Linked DNA regions of Zea mays: regions 2 and 3 are each linked to region 1. Evidence: chromatin contacts called from public ChIA-PET and Hi-C data. All regions are on one chromosome and are shown on one strand. The core of a region is the stretch at or near the end of the contact, and the rest is flanking DNA. Distances in the headings are between cores, read along the strand shown. Region 1 holds the start of LOC542529 (ribosomal proteinS6). Region 2 holds the start of LOC100273934. Region 3 holds the start of LOC103633435.

Evidence for each region. Hi-C and Micro-C count contacts between places; a contact is called where the count stands out from the background. ChIA-PET counts read pairs in DNA pulled down with a chosen protein or histone mark.
Region 2: a Hi-C map of ear shows a contact between it and region 1, with 2.7 times the contacts expected there. The contact joins the promoter of LOC100273934 here to the promoter of LOC542529 in region 1. A contact is called at or near these places in 10 of 25 Hi-C or Micro-C datasets (bundle sheath, ear, leaf and 2 more) and 2 of 3 datasets of contacts at active chromatin or transcription factors (leaf and seedling).
Region 3: a contact with region 1 is called in an H3K4me3 ChIA-PET map of seedling, with 6 times the contacts expected there. The contact joins the promoter of LOC103633435 here to the promoter of LOC542529 in region 1. A contact is called at or near these places in 6 of 25 Hi-C or Micro-C datasets (bundle sheath, endosperm, leaf and 2 more) and 1 of 3 datasets of contacts at active chromatin or transcription factors (seedling).

The regions. Positions count from the first base shown.
Region 1 is chr7:175,486,281-175,490,171 of Zm-B73-REFERENCE-NAM-5.0, forward strand. It overlaps LOC542529 (ribosomal proteinS6), which reads left to right and starts at 2,043. Exons shown (of 6, transcript NM_001112074.2): 1 at 2,043-2,143; 2 at 2,220-2,284; 3 at 3,282-3,339; 4 at 3,429-3,537; 5 at 3,623-3,891. The coding sequence starts at 2,138. It overlaps LOC100192497, which reads left to right. Exons shown (of 9, transcript NM_001155771.2): 6 at 1-45; 7 at 347-451; 8 at 535-633; 9 at 706-1,264. The coding sequence ends at 984.
Region 2 is chr7:175,265,106-175,268,996 of Zm-B73-REFERENCE-NAM-5.0, forward strand. It overlaps LOC100273934, which reads left to right and starts at 2,160. Exons shown (of 6, transcript NM_001148326.2): 1 at 2,160-2,578; 2 at 2,845-2,931; 3 at 3,034-3,132; 4 at 3,224-3,425; 5 at 3,522-3,646; 6 at 3,743-3,891. The coding sequence starts at 2,294. It overlaps LOC100274924, which reads left to right. Exons shown (of 2, transcript NM_001331157.1): 2 at 204-588. The coding sequence ends at 317.
Region 3 is chr7:175,669,863-175,673,753 of Zm-B73-REFERENCE-NAM-5.0, forward strand. LOC103633435 reads right to left here and starts at 1,720. Exons shown (of 2, transcript NM_001149706.2): 1 at 1,237-1,720. The coding sequence starts at 1,487. It also overlaps the pseudogene LOC100216953.

The sequences.
Region 1 (3,891 bases), core at 793-3,292:
TACATTGCTCCTGAGGTCCTTGCTAGAAAGGAATATGATGGAAAGGTGAGTCCTGTCTTTGCTAGATCTTGTTTCCTATGTTGTGTGCATGGTCGTTTAGCCCGTGTACACGTCGTGTAAACGCTACACATTGGCTTACCGCGTATGTTTAAATAGCCATTTATCGCGTATGTTTAAATAGCCATTTATCATGAATAAATAGCTAAACCATAGGTGACCTTTTAGTCCGTTTAAACGTTTATCTTATCTCTAATGGAGTGGCGCACAAACTTGTTGCATGTTCTAAATAAGAGAAATATCCTAATTAATAAAACTGAACCCTCAAACATCACCATGTTCAATTTAGGTCGCCGATGTTTGGTCATGTGGAGTTACTCTGTATGTGATGCTTGTTGGTGCCTATCCCTTTGAGGACCCCGACGAACCGAAGAATTTCCGCAAGACGCTTACTGTGAGTAGATCCAACCTTCCCCAAACAATAACTTATGTATGTACTAGTTTACTGCTCGGCTCATGTATTTAATTTTCTCGCAGCGGATTATCAGCGTCCAGTACGCGGTTCCTGATTTTGTCCGAGTTTCAATGGAGTGCAGGCATCTGCTGTCTCGGATCTTTGTGGCGAAACCTGAGCAAGTAATTGCGTCGAAACATTTTCCGCAACGAAAATCATAACTCTGCTGCATTCTTATCATCCATTTCTTGCAGCGGATAACCATCCCAGAGATCAAGAACCACCCATGGTTCCTGAAGAACCTGCCCATCGAGATGACCGACGAGTACCAGATGAACCTACAGCTAGTCGACATGAATGTCCCCTCGCAAAGCCTGGAGGAGATCATGTCCATCATACTGGAGGCCCGGAAGCCCGGCGACGGGCTGAAGCATGCGGGACAGCTCCCCGGCCTTGGGAGCATGGAGCTGGATGACATTGATGTTGACGACATAGACGTTGAGGACAGTGGCGACTTTGTATGTGCCTTGTGACGCGGTTCAGGCTGTCCGGCACCGTTGCTGCGGTGGACTCTCCCCCACTCTCCTGGTCTTTGTGTCTTGCTGTTATTCCATGTTGTTTGTTTCAGCGAGCTCCGAGCTCCCATTTTGTTGTTGTAATATCACATGTTTTGTGTAACCAAGGTAGTGACGCTGTGGATAAATAATAGACGTTATGTGTTGTATTCTTGCTGAATTGTTGTTCAGCTCCTTCTGTTTGCCCTGTATGAACTGGGCAGTTTCATGAGTACCACAATGTGTATGTTGATGGCTCTGTCTTCCCTTGTCTCGGCAATGTGTTTTTTCTTGTATTTTTGCTAGAAGCAATCTTATGAGTTACGAGTACTATTTACCACCCTATCAGATTTTGCTTTATTACCATATCAATGAACGACTAGCATTATTTAAGGTTTATTCGTTTTTTTGCGTTAATCCATGTGTATTGGATGAGATTGAGTCAGATTAAATTCATAGTAAGTCAAAAATCTATTCCAATCCCACCCAATATACTCTAATCCACGTGGAATATCAATAACCGAACAAGACCTTATTCGGAAGAAAACCCAACATAATACTATATTAAAGTACCGGTTTTCATGATTCCACGGTTTTTACTGTCGACGTGCTCTCTCATGTTTAAATAGTAAAAATACTAAAATTATACACAAATAAAGATTTAAGTCATAATTGTTTTGGCTCTAAACATACATTCACAACCACTTAGTCAACAAAACATAAATGTATTTGTGCTTTATATTCTACACTTAAATATAAATAGAAACCAGGATACTTGGCTAGTATATATAAGGCAAAACATGTCCTACAACGACTAGCATTTTCGATGGCACAAGAATATTCTCTAATGGGCCAAGAAAATGGGCGAACTGGGTGGTGGTACAGCTTGGTCGCATAGGTTGGGGCCCATTTATACTGCCAAATCGCGCAGGCAAATATGAACGGCCAAGATCGATCATCGCAACCGTTCGTGCGGCGCCCGCTCCTCCTAGCCTCCCCGCAACTTATATAAAAACCAATCGTCTGTCCTCTCTGCCCTCTCGTCCAAAACCCTAGCCCTCGCGCCGCCGCCTCCTTCGCCACCCAGCGCTCGAGCTCCTCGCTCCCTGCGAGCGCGCGCCGCAACGCCACCATGAAGGTAAGCTACTCCCGGCTTTTCCCACGATAGGAGGTGTTTGTGGGAATATAGTATCTGATCTGTGCGCACTTTCCAGTTCAACATCGCGAACCCTTCCACCGGGTGCCAAAAGAAGCTGGAAATCGATGACGACCAGAAGCTGTGAGTGTTTCGCGTCCTCCATCTGCTCTGTATTTTTCGTTTCTCTTAGATCCGTGGGAGTGGTGTTTTGCTTCGAGCCCACTTTGTAGCTGATGGTGCCTTGATTGAGTATTTGAGTGCTAGTACTTGATGCATCGGTTTGTTCTATGTGGTTTTGCCAACTTGTCCCTTGTCTCATTAATAACCCTTCCTGCTTAGATTCATTTACTTAGGCTGCTTGCTGTTGCCCACTGGACCATCTTATACTTCCTATATTCATATATATTAGCTTTATTATCCGGATATAATATAATGCCTTGTATGCAACAGTAAATTAGGAATATAAAAACATACATGATTAGCATAGTCTTCTGAGGTATTGAATTTTTAGATATACGCCACCCCCATTTTGTTGTTTCTTGAATGGATCATTGCTGGTTTTTTTCGTGTCCATTGATTAAATTAGGAAAACATCTTGATTTGCGTTAAATGTTGTTTAAATCGTGTTAAATTCATGATTTGTTGAACTTAGGAGCAGGGAATCGTTTGATTGCCGTGTTTTAAATTGTGGTGAGAATTGATATTTCATATAGGGGCTTAGAGCAACTTAGGGTAATAATTTATTTCTAGAAATTATACTGACTTAATTCAAAATGGTGGTAGATCAATCTGTTCTGTTTTATTTGTTTGAAAGAGGACTTTACTATCTAGCTTTTGAGTTAATGAAAATGTCTTCTCTGAAGTTATAATCTATTCCCTCTGTCCTAAAAGCATACTACTGTGTTAAACCATTTTGAATTTGACTAGGTTTATATGAAAAGTATCATTATTTCTGATACCAAATAAATGTCATTAGATTTGTCACACTTTTCTATAAATTTCTTTACACTTTAGAAAGTTTCTCTAGAAATAGAGCTATACTTGCGTTTTTTATTGGACTGAGGTATCAAATAAACATGCTATTTCTTCTTGGTCTTCCTTGCTTAGTTTGCTGATAAACCTTTTGTATCAACTATAGGCGTGCCTTTTATGACCGAAGGATATCCCAGGAGGTCAGTGGTGATGCTCTGGGTGAGGTAAACTTTGGGATGACTTATTTCTTGATCCATGACTCTTGCTGATTTCATACTTAAATATAGGTGTGATATGTTTCTTTGTTTTGCAGGAGTTCAAGGGTTATGTCTTCAAGATCATGGGTGGATGTGACAAGCAAGGCTTCCCAATGAAGCAAGGAGTTTTGACTTCTGGTCGTGTTCGTCTTCTGCTCCATAGGGGTATAGAGACTTCCTATTTACAGTGTACTCTCAGCACCATCTTTTACTCTGATTCTTATCTGAACATTCGATATCAATTCTGTAGGGACTCCCTGCTTCCGTGGTTATGGCAGGCGTAATGGTGAGCGCAGGAGGAAGTCTGTCCGTGGTTGCATCGTGAGCCAAGACCTATCTGTTATCAACTTGGTGATTGTGAAGAAGGGTGAGAATGATCTGCCTGGTCTGACTGACACTGAGAAGCCAAGGATGAGGGGTCCCAAGAGGGCCTCCAAGATCAGAAAGCTGTTCAACCTTAACAAGGATGATGATGTACGCAAGTACGTGAACACATACCGCAGGACATTCACTACCAAG
Region 2 (3,891 bases), core at 910-3,409, 220 kb before region 1:
AGTCCTGAAACCTGTTGATAAAATATCGTGTGAACGCTATTTTTTGTGCTGACGTGGACGAACGTGGTTGCACATTAGCGTCCTGCTTTGTATTATAATTGAGTGAAACATTCCTCAATCGCTTGTTGCCAATTACCAAAATATTGTGCATAACTTGCTGGATATTACTGGTAACCAAAATCTGTTTGCATTCTTAATTTCAGATGTTTGACGATCAAGACCTGGGCTTCTTTGCCAATTTCCTGGGCATCTTCATCTTTGTCTTGGTTATTGCGTACCACTTCGTGATGGCAGACCCGAAGTACGAAGGAAACTGATGTCCTCTAGTGCAAAGATCCTATTATCTGCAGGCCGAAATAGGGCTATACTGTTAGCTAATGCTAGTGAGATCGCTTGACACTTTGAGTGCATATCATGGAAGCTGGACATGCAGTTCCTGGCATTTTGGTTTTGCCCATGTTTTAATCTGCTGAATTAGTAAATCCTGGAGAATTCAAAAGCGTTTTCAAGTACTGCAGTTGGTGGTTGTTTCTGGTCCTAGTGTATGCATGCCAGAATCTTATGAATAATATTCTTTGTTTTGTTGCCTATTTAGCTGTTTAGTTGGTTGTTAGCCTGTCAAGAAACTGGGGAACGGCTCCGTTACTAGACTACATTGAGTCGTCTCTCACATTGGAGTCTGGGAGCACCACCAGGCAGAGGCAGCCATGTTCTTATGTTGTTTTGTGCTGTCTGCTCAAGCTTTCGTTCATCTCACCTGAGGCCTCCCTTCGTTGAAGAGAGAGCTTGGATGAGAGCTCTGTTTTTCCTTCTTTTTTTATTATTTACTATTCAAAAAGTCGAGACCAGAAAAAAGAAGACAGAGATATTAAATAACACAGTTAACACATGATAGCCCATTTTAACAGTAATAACATATTTTGCATAAATTTTACTCTAGCCTAGAGGCTAATGAGTAATGACCTCATTACATTTACAAAAGAGGGAGCGTGTTCTGAATACAAAAGCAAATGATAAACTGAGATTCTTTTGCTTGTATCAAGGTTCTCTGTTTCTATTTTCATGTAGAAAAAATTGCATATCCCAATTGCAGTTTACATTCTCAATAGTATACATATGAACACAAAAGAGCATATGGTTGAACTTCTAGTGCTCCTACAATATTTTTGTCTCTATAGATTTCAGTTGTATCAGTATAAACAACTGGCTTTAATCCGAAGCGAACATCATCATTTTGCTTATATCAAGATTCTGCATTTTTGCTCCTATTTTCATGTACACAAACTTGCACCACATATTAGCAGACTTTATCATGTCTCCAAAATGTAGCGTGTGAAAAATAAATAATTTAAAGGTAATGATTTCTCACATTCATGTAACATGTACAATCCCTCCCATGTATACCTTGAATAATACCTCTTTTATCTTCTGTTGAACAACAACCAATCCATCGAAGATCACTTGTATTAGTGCAACACTTTCAAACATCGAAACCCATCCGACCACCATTTGCCACCATCAACTTCCAAGATTCATCAAACCCGCTAAAATCATAGCAATTTGAGGAATCTAGAAGGGAGCTGTATCAGCTATGCCAATGTGATGTCATTGCTCGGACGCCGCTTGGACGGGGAAGGAGGACTGGGCCAAGATTGTTTATGACAGCCAAGACTAGGGTATTTGACTATTTGGTTTTTTTACTAAAAATTAGTATTATCACATCCAACGTTTAAATACTAATTTACGGGTATTATATAGTCTAATTAATCTATGATTAGCAAATATTTATTGTAGCATCACATGAACAAAAACCGATAAAACTTGCTGTTTTTGGTCCGGTCCGAGATAAAAAAACCGGTCCGATTTTTTTTGGTGTATTTTAGTTTAGAATTGGAAAATATAAAAGTTAACTTTGGTCAACAAAATGGTTCTCCGAACTTCTAAAACGAAAATATAATCCTTAGGCTACAAAATCTGCCACGAAATCTCCTAATTATTTTTGTTTGACTCATTTACCCTTAAAATCTCACGTCGCTATCAGATTGTCTCCAGCATCTACCGTACCAATTCTCTATTTTACCCGTGGACACCCAAACACGCAGAGGGGACTGGGGAGATCCCTCCTCACTCTCACTTTACCCTTCTGCCATTTTCCAACACACGCTATATTATAAAACATACCCAAAGAGATCGTCGCCTCGATTTCTCTTCGAGTGCCAAGCAGTACTGCTAGTTCTACTTCTGTACTTCAGCAGTAGGAGGCCGCTGTTTGCTACGATTTTGACTGACTGAGATGGGAATCCTCTGCCTCGGTGCTTCCTCCACACTGCTCTGCGGGGAGGACAGGAACAACGTACTCGGCCTCGGCTGCGGCAACGAGCTGGTGGAGGTGGGGAGCGGCCATGACGGCTTGGACTCCGTCGTCGGCGCCGTGTTCCCCGTGGACACAGATGAGGCCGTGCGGGCGTTGTTGGAGAAGGAGACGGACCACAAGCCTCAAGACGGCTATGCGGAGAGGCTGGAGCGCGGCGGATTGGAGTACTCCTGGAGGAGAGACGCCATGGATTGGATTTGCAAGGTGAAACCGAAAACAAAAAAACCTTCTCTAGTATCTAATCGCTCCTGCATTTTATTCCTCCTTTCTAGTAGGCAAAATCGATTTATTTTAGGAAGGTGGTTGCATTATCTCTCTTTGACTTTGCGTGACCCAGCTTTGTCTGCGTGTCCTACGTCGTGTGGCCTGTTTCCGATTCGATCGTCACGAGACGCGATAGCAATGAGCCTCCTTTTTATGTGCAAATTTCTGTTTCAAGTTGAAAACTGACGAGGTGCTGATCTCTGCAGGTCCATTCGTACTACAGGTTTGGACCACTCAGTCTTTACCTTGCTGTGAATTACCTGGATAGATTCCTCTCCTCATATGATCTCCCAGTAAGGAGCTGAGCATGTACACTGGTTGTCTGCTTGCTGCGTCCAGTTAATCTCTTACTAATGGATGCTCTCTCTGTATTTTGTCTGTCCTTGCTGCTGTAGCACGATAAGCCTTGGATGCGACAGTTGTTGTCAGTTGCTTGCCTAGCACTCGCTGTCAAGATGGAGGAGACCGTGCTCCCTCTTCCTGTGGACCTTCAGGTGGGTGAAGGGGAAATTAGAGCATTGTGGTATCAGATAACTGTTCACTGATTGGTTGATGAAATCGTTAAAACTTGATGCTGCACGGTAGGTCTGCGATGTGAAATTTGAGTTCGAAGCAAGGACTATTGGGAGGATGGAGCTTCTTGTGCTGGCCACCCTGAAATGGAGAATGCAGGCTGTGACCCCCTTCACTTTCATCAGCTACTTCCTCGACAAGTTCAATGGTGGGAAGCCGCCGAGTTTGGCACTAGCGTCACGGTGCACCGATATCATAATTGGCACACTCAAAGGTTCAATTGGCTCTTTCCGTGCCGCTCATCGTCTGTTCAATTCGCTTGCTTGCATTGCTGATGGCGCTATGTTTGGGTGTGCCTATGGATTTACAGGCTCTACATTCTTGTCATTCAGACCATCTGAGATTGCCGCGGCCTCAGCTCTAGCAGCAGTTTCTGAGAATCAGGTTGTTGGCTCCTCGAGTGCTCTTTCAGCATCTGAAGTCCCTATAAATAAGGTGAATGTCTTTTATCATGCGCAAAAAACTGATCAACTCAACTGTTGCCATTTACACAATTTCTCAAAGTGCGAAGCTTGCGTCTTCCGTTTCCAGGTGATGATTGCTAGATGCTATGAGCTGTTGCAAGAGCAAGCGCTGGTGAGGAAGACAGGGCACGTCAATGGAAGCCCTTCAGTGCCGCAGAGCCCGATTGGCGTGCTGGATGCAACATGCTTCAGCTTTAGGAGTGAAGATGCAAGACT
Region 3 (3,891 bases), core at 470-2,969, 180 kb after region 1:
CAAACAGCACCCAAGTTTTTTTCCAGGTCAAAAGAAGTGATTTGTTCCACCTTTCTACATGCAGTAGCGACAATCTGGTAGCCAAGCTGTAGAAAAGTATACATCCGAAGACACGAAAATAGTCCCGAAGGCGATATTTCAGCTGCTCATAGTCCAACTACAACCTAATCCACTACTTAAAAGTTAAAACACCAACAGCTAGCCCAACTGTCATCAGGCCATGCAAATAATCAATGATTAAAACTTACATCCACATAAGTTTTGACAAGTTTCCTAGACTGGTAGACACAACCATAAACCAACCTCCAGCTGCCGTAGCAAAAAAAAAAAAGAAGAAAAACAATATGCCGCTGAACCTATTCGATCGATAGAGGCATTAAAAGCAGGAGGACCACCGGCCAGCGACCCTATTATTCTGCAACTTAAAACTACCTATAGGCCAGCAAGTCCCTATCGCAAATGGCACTGCTGCTGGGAGACAGTCCTTTTTCTTGTTCTAAATATCATTCATGCAATTTGCTATGTTTCCGTGATCATATTGTATCATCAGGGCCCATCAATTGCTATGGTTGTAGATGAAGAATTAATGCGATGATATTCTGGACCGTACAGAGATCGACATGCATTCGATCCGTTGTGTCGAACCCACACAGGAACAGGAACATGAACGAATCTGAGTGCCTCGCCGATCTGCTAGATTTTTTTGTTTCAAACATCGTGCATGTTTTCATCAGAAAAAAAAAATCAGAATATGAAGGAGGGACATGTTGGTGCCTAAGCCTAACTATTGTCTGGCAAGTGGCAGGTGTGCACATTAGAACCCTCTTCCGGACAAACCAAAACCACGAGTTTTGTCAAAGAAGTCGAATCCTGGAACTGGAAAGGGGAAGTAGCTAGAAGTTTCGCTGCCAGGTGTGGTTTTGTACCTCGAGTCAACGAGCAAGAACTTATTGCATCCAATCCAAATTCTGAAACCAAAGATTCAACATGTGTGGTTTTGTACCTCGAGTCGACTCCAAATAAAGCAAGATCTTATATAGGGAATAACCGAAAAGGAGAAGGACCAAAATTCTACTACTTTTCAGAAACCTAAGAGCGAGCGATCTTTGGCAGTGCCCGAGCCTCCCAAGTCCCAATAACATAGATTCCACAGACGTACGGACCGTGGCGAAACATCACAATATCACATAACAGAGGAAAGGAGGGACTAGGAGGAAGAAGGTTGCGGAGTCTTACTTCCAGACGTCGTGCTCCCGGTCGGCGGCCGCGGCCGCGGCCGTGCGTCGGGAGGCGGGCATGGGGGTGAGCCACTGGGAGTAGTCCCGGTCGAAGAACTCCCAGTCCGGGAGCAGCACGCCAGCGATGGCGAGGATGCCGAACCCGTATGTGGCCGCCGCCTTGCGCAGCGACGCCGTGGCCAAGCCCGTGAGCGCCACGGCCGCCGCCAGCGCCACGAGGCTCCGCCGCAGCAGCTCGTCCCTCCCCATGCCGCACGAACGCTCGGCCGCCAGCCTCCTCCTTGAAGCTGCGCCTCCGGTTACTTCCCTCCAACTCCCCCTCGGCTGGGGTGTGGGGACACGAAACGAGAAGCGCGTGCGCCCTGCGCTGCCGCTGCTGCGGCCGCCGCCTGCCTCGGTTTCCCCTCCCCCTGGGCCCTGGCCCCGGGTGGCCGGGATGGCTAGGCAGGCGCGCCGCGCGCTTCGACTGCTGTCGTGGCTTTGCTGCCGCTGCTTGGTCCGAGTACTTTTTATGGGCGTGGGCGGACTGGCGGAGGCGGGGTATGGTATGCCAGGCAGACATGTGGAAGTGGGACCCACTTCGGGCCAGGCAGACCGCTGTCTGGAGGCCTGGAGCTAATGAAGATACTAGCCCACGTGTCAAGCAACTTTTAGCCGAGAAACTACGCCCACACGTCCGTCGCTGACCACACCATCATGCCATTGGCTTTCATCAGGACGGAGCGGGTCGGGTGCGTCAACAAACTGCGGAGTACACTGTACACGTGACAAGCAACTCCAAAATGCGGGCATCGCGTTTTCAACATTCCCAGCATTTTTGTAGATAGATTTACCGGAAACCCTCGCTTTCACTTGGACGAATTCTCTGCCTTGCCTTCGTAAAAATGCAAGCATATTGTACTTGCCAAATGCCAATTGCCATGCCACTTTTTAGACACTACTTCTAAGTCAAATTTTGTAATAAACATTACAGTTTTGAATCGGAGTTGGATATTATATTACAGTCAGCCCATACTTGCTATAACGAGGCCGGAGGCCCCCGTGATGGATACATATATGAATCTAAAAATAATGAGACGTATATTGTAGTAAATTCATAGATATTGGGAGGACGTTCTCTACGCCGAGCCAATGCCACGTGGCCCTGGCTCTGGCCCTGGTGTGGTCTGGTCTGGTCCAGCCGGCTTCGCTCGCCGCGCCCGCACATAGTACAACATTCTCCTCCGTCTCTACGCCCCGCACACGCCAAGGGCCAGGCCAGCGGAGGCCGCGATCGCGACCATGGACAGGGGTGCCCTGGTTGCTACAGCGCGTCCACGCACGGACGCACCCAACCAGCTAGCGCAGCAGCACTAGGCCGTACAGAGCACACGGAGACCTACTGTGCGTGCTGAACAGGAATTTACCATGATGGTTGTGTGCATGATGTCTGATGATACGGCTGAACTTCACTTCAAATCAATCTGTTTAGCGGCTGCGCTTGCTTTTCTGACCTGGGAGCAGCAGACAGTATCAGTTTTTTTTTTAAAAAAAATCCTTTCGACAAACGATAATATTGGATCACAGATATGCATGTTATGTTATACTATGAAACAGCAGGTACCTTGAAGCAATGTTCGATTCAAAAGCAGTTCGAAGGGCCTTTGATGACGACAACATTCCTCTCTGCAAATATCGATGCCTCTCCATGGAGTGAGAAGATGCACCAGAGAAACTAAAACTATTGCTTCTCTTGGAACCAAAAGACTGTTTCTTGACAGAATCCAGAGTCAGCTCCAAAGTAACTCGAACCACTTTCTGTCAATGGGGTTTCTTCACCACCTGTGCAAACATTTTTCCTAGGTATAAAAAGAGGGTAAACCTTGCTGAAAAAGAAGAAAAATAGTCAGATCAGTCTATGTCTATATGTACATCCATCTTCATACGATAGAGAGCTCCTGCTTTTCTTATATACAGTACCTCTGGGACTGTCATATACTTCAGTAGGAACTCTGCTGCCATATATTTGAGCATGAACCATACTACAGTTAAAATAAGTTAGCGATGAATCAACCAGGCGCCAATTGAAAGTTCATGCTGCTACTCATGTGCATCACAAATCCAAACAAGTATAACTTGAAGAATTTAAAGCATGTGAATGTGCCACATATAGATCCCCATTAACGAAGTGCTTAATGAGTCAAACAGATACCCTTGATCAATCAAAATAGTTAAATTCACAAGACAGACTATTATAAATCTAGGACTAACCAATCAAAGCTGATAATGTGGCAATGCATTTATACATCTTATTATGCATGATTCAAACAGTAGATTTTTATCTTACCTTAAAGCCTGATCCATGAAGAACAATCGTGGATAGGATACGGACTGCAATATTGATGGAATGTAGCGTGTACCTGCAACAACAAGCTTATGTTTCACCAATGCAGAACCAAATTGACAAAGTATTATTGCAATCTGTGCTAGAAAACAATTACACGACACAAGAACTTCATATTTAAACTTCTCACGTGGCTGTAGATGCTAATGGTCTCAATATAACATTTCTCTATGGCCTAGACAGCAATTATTAATGTTTAGAAGCAAGCCACTCTACGAAATAGTTTTACAAATAATTTGACACAACACTGTGCATTAGATTGATATTCAG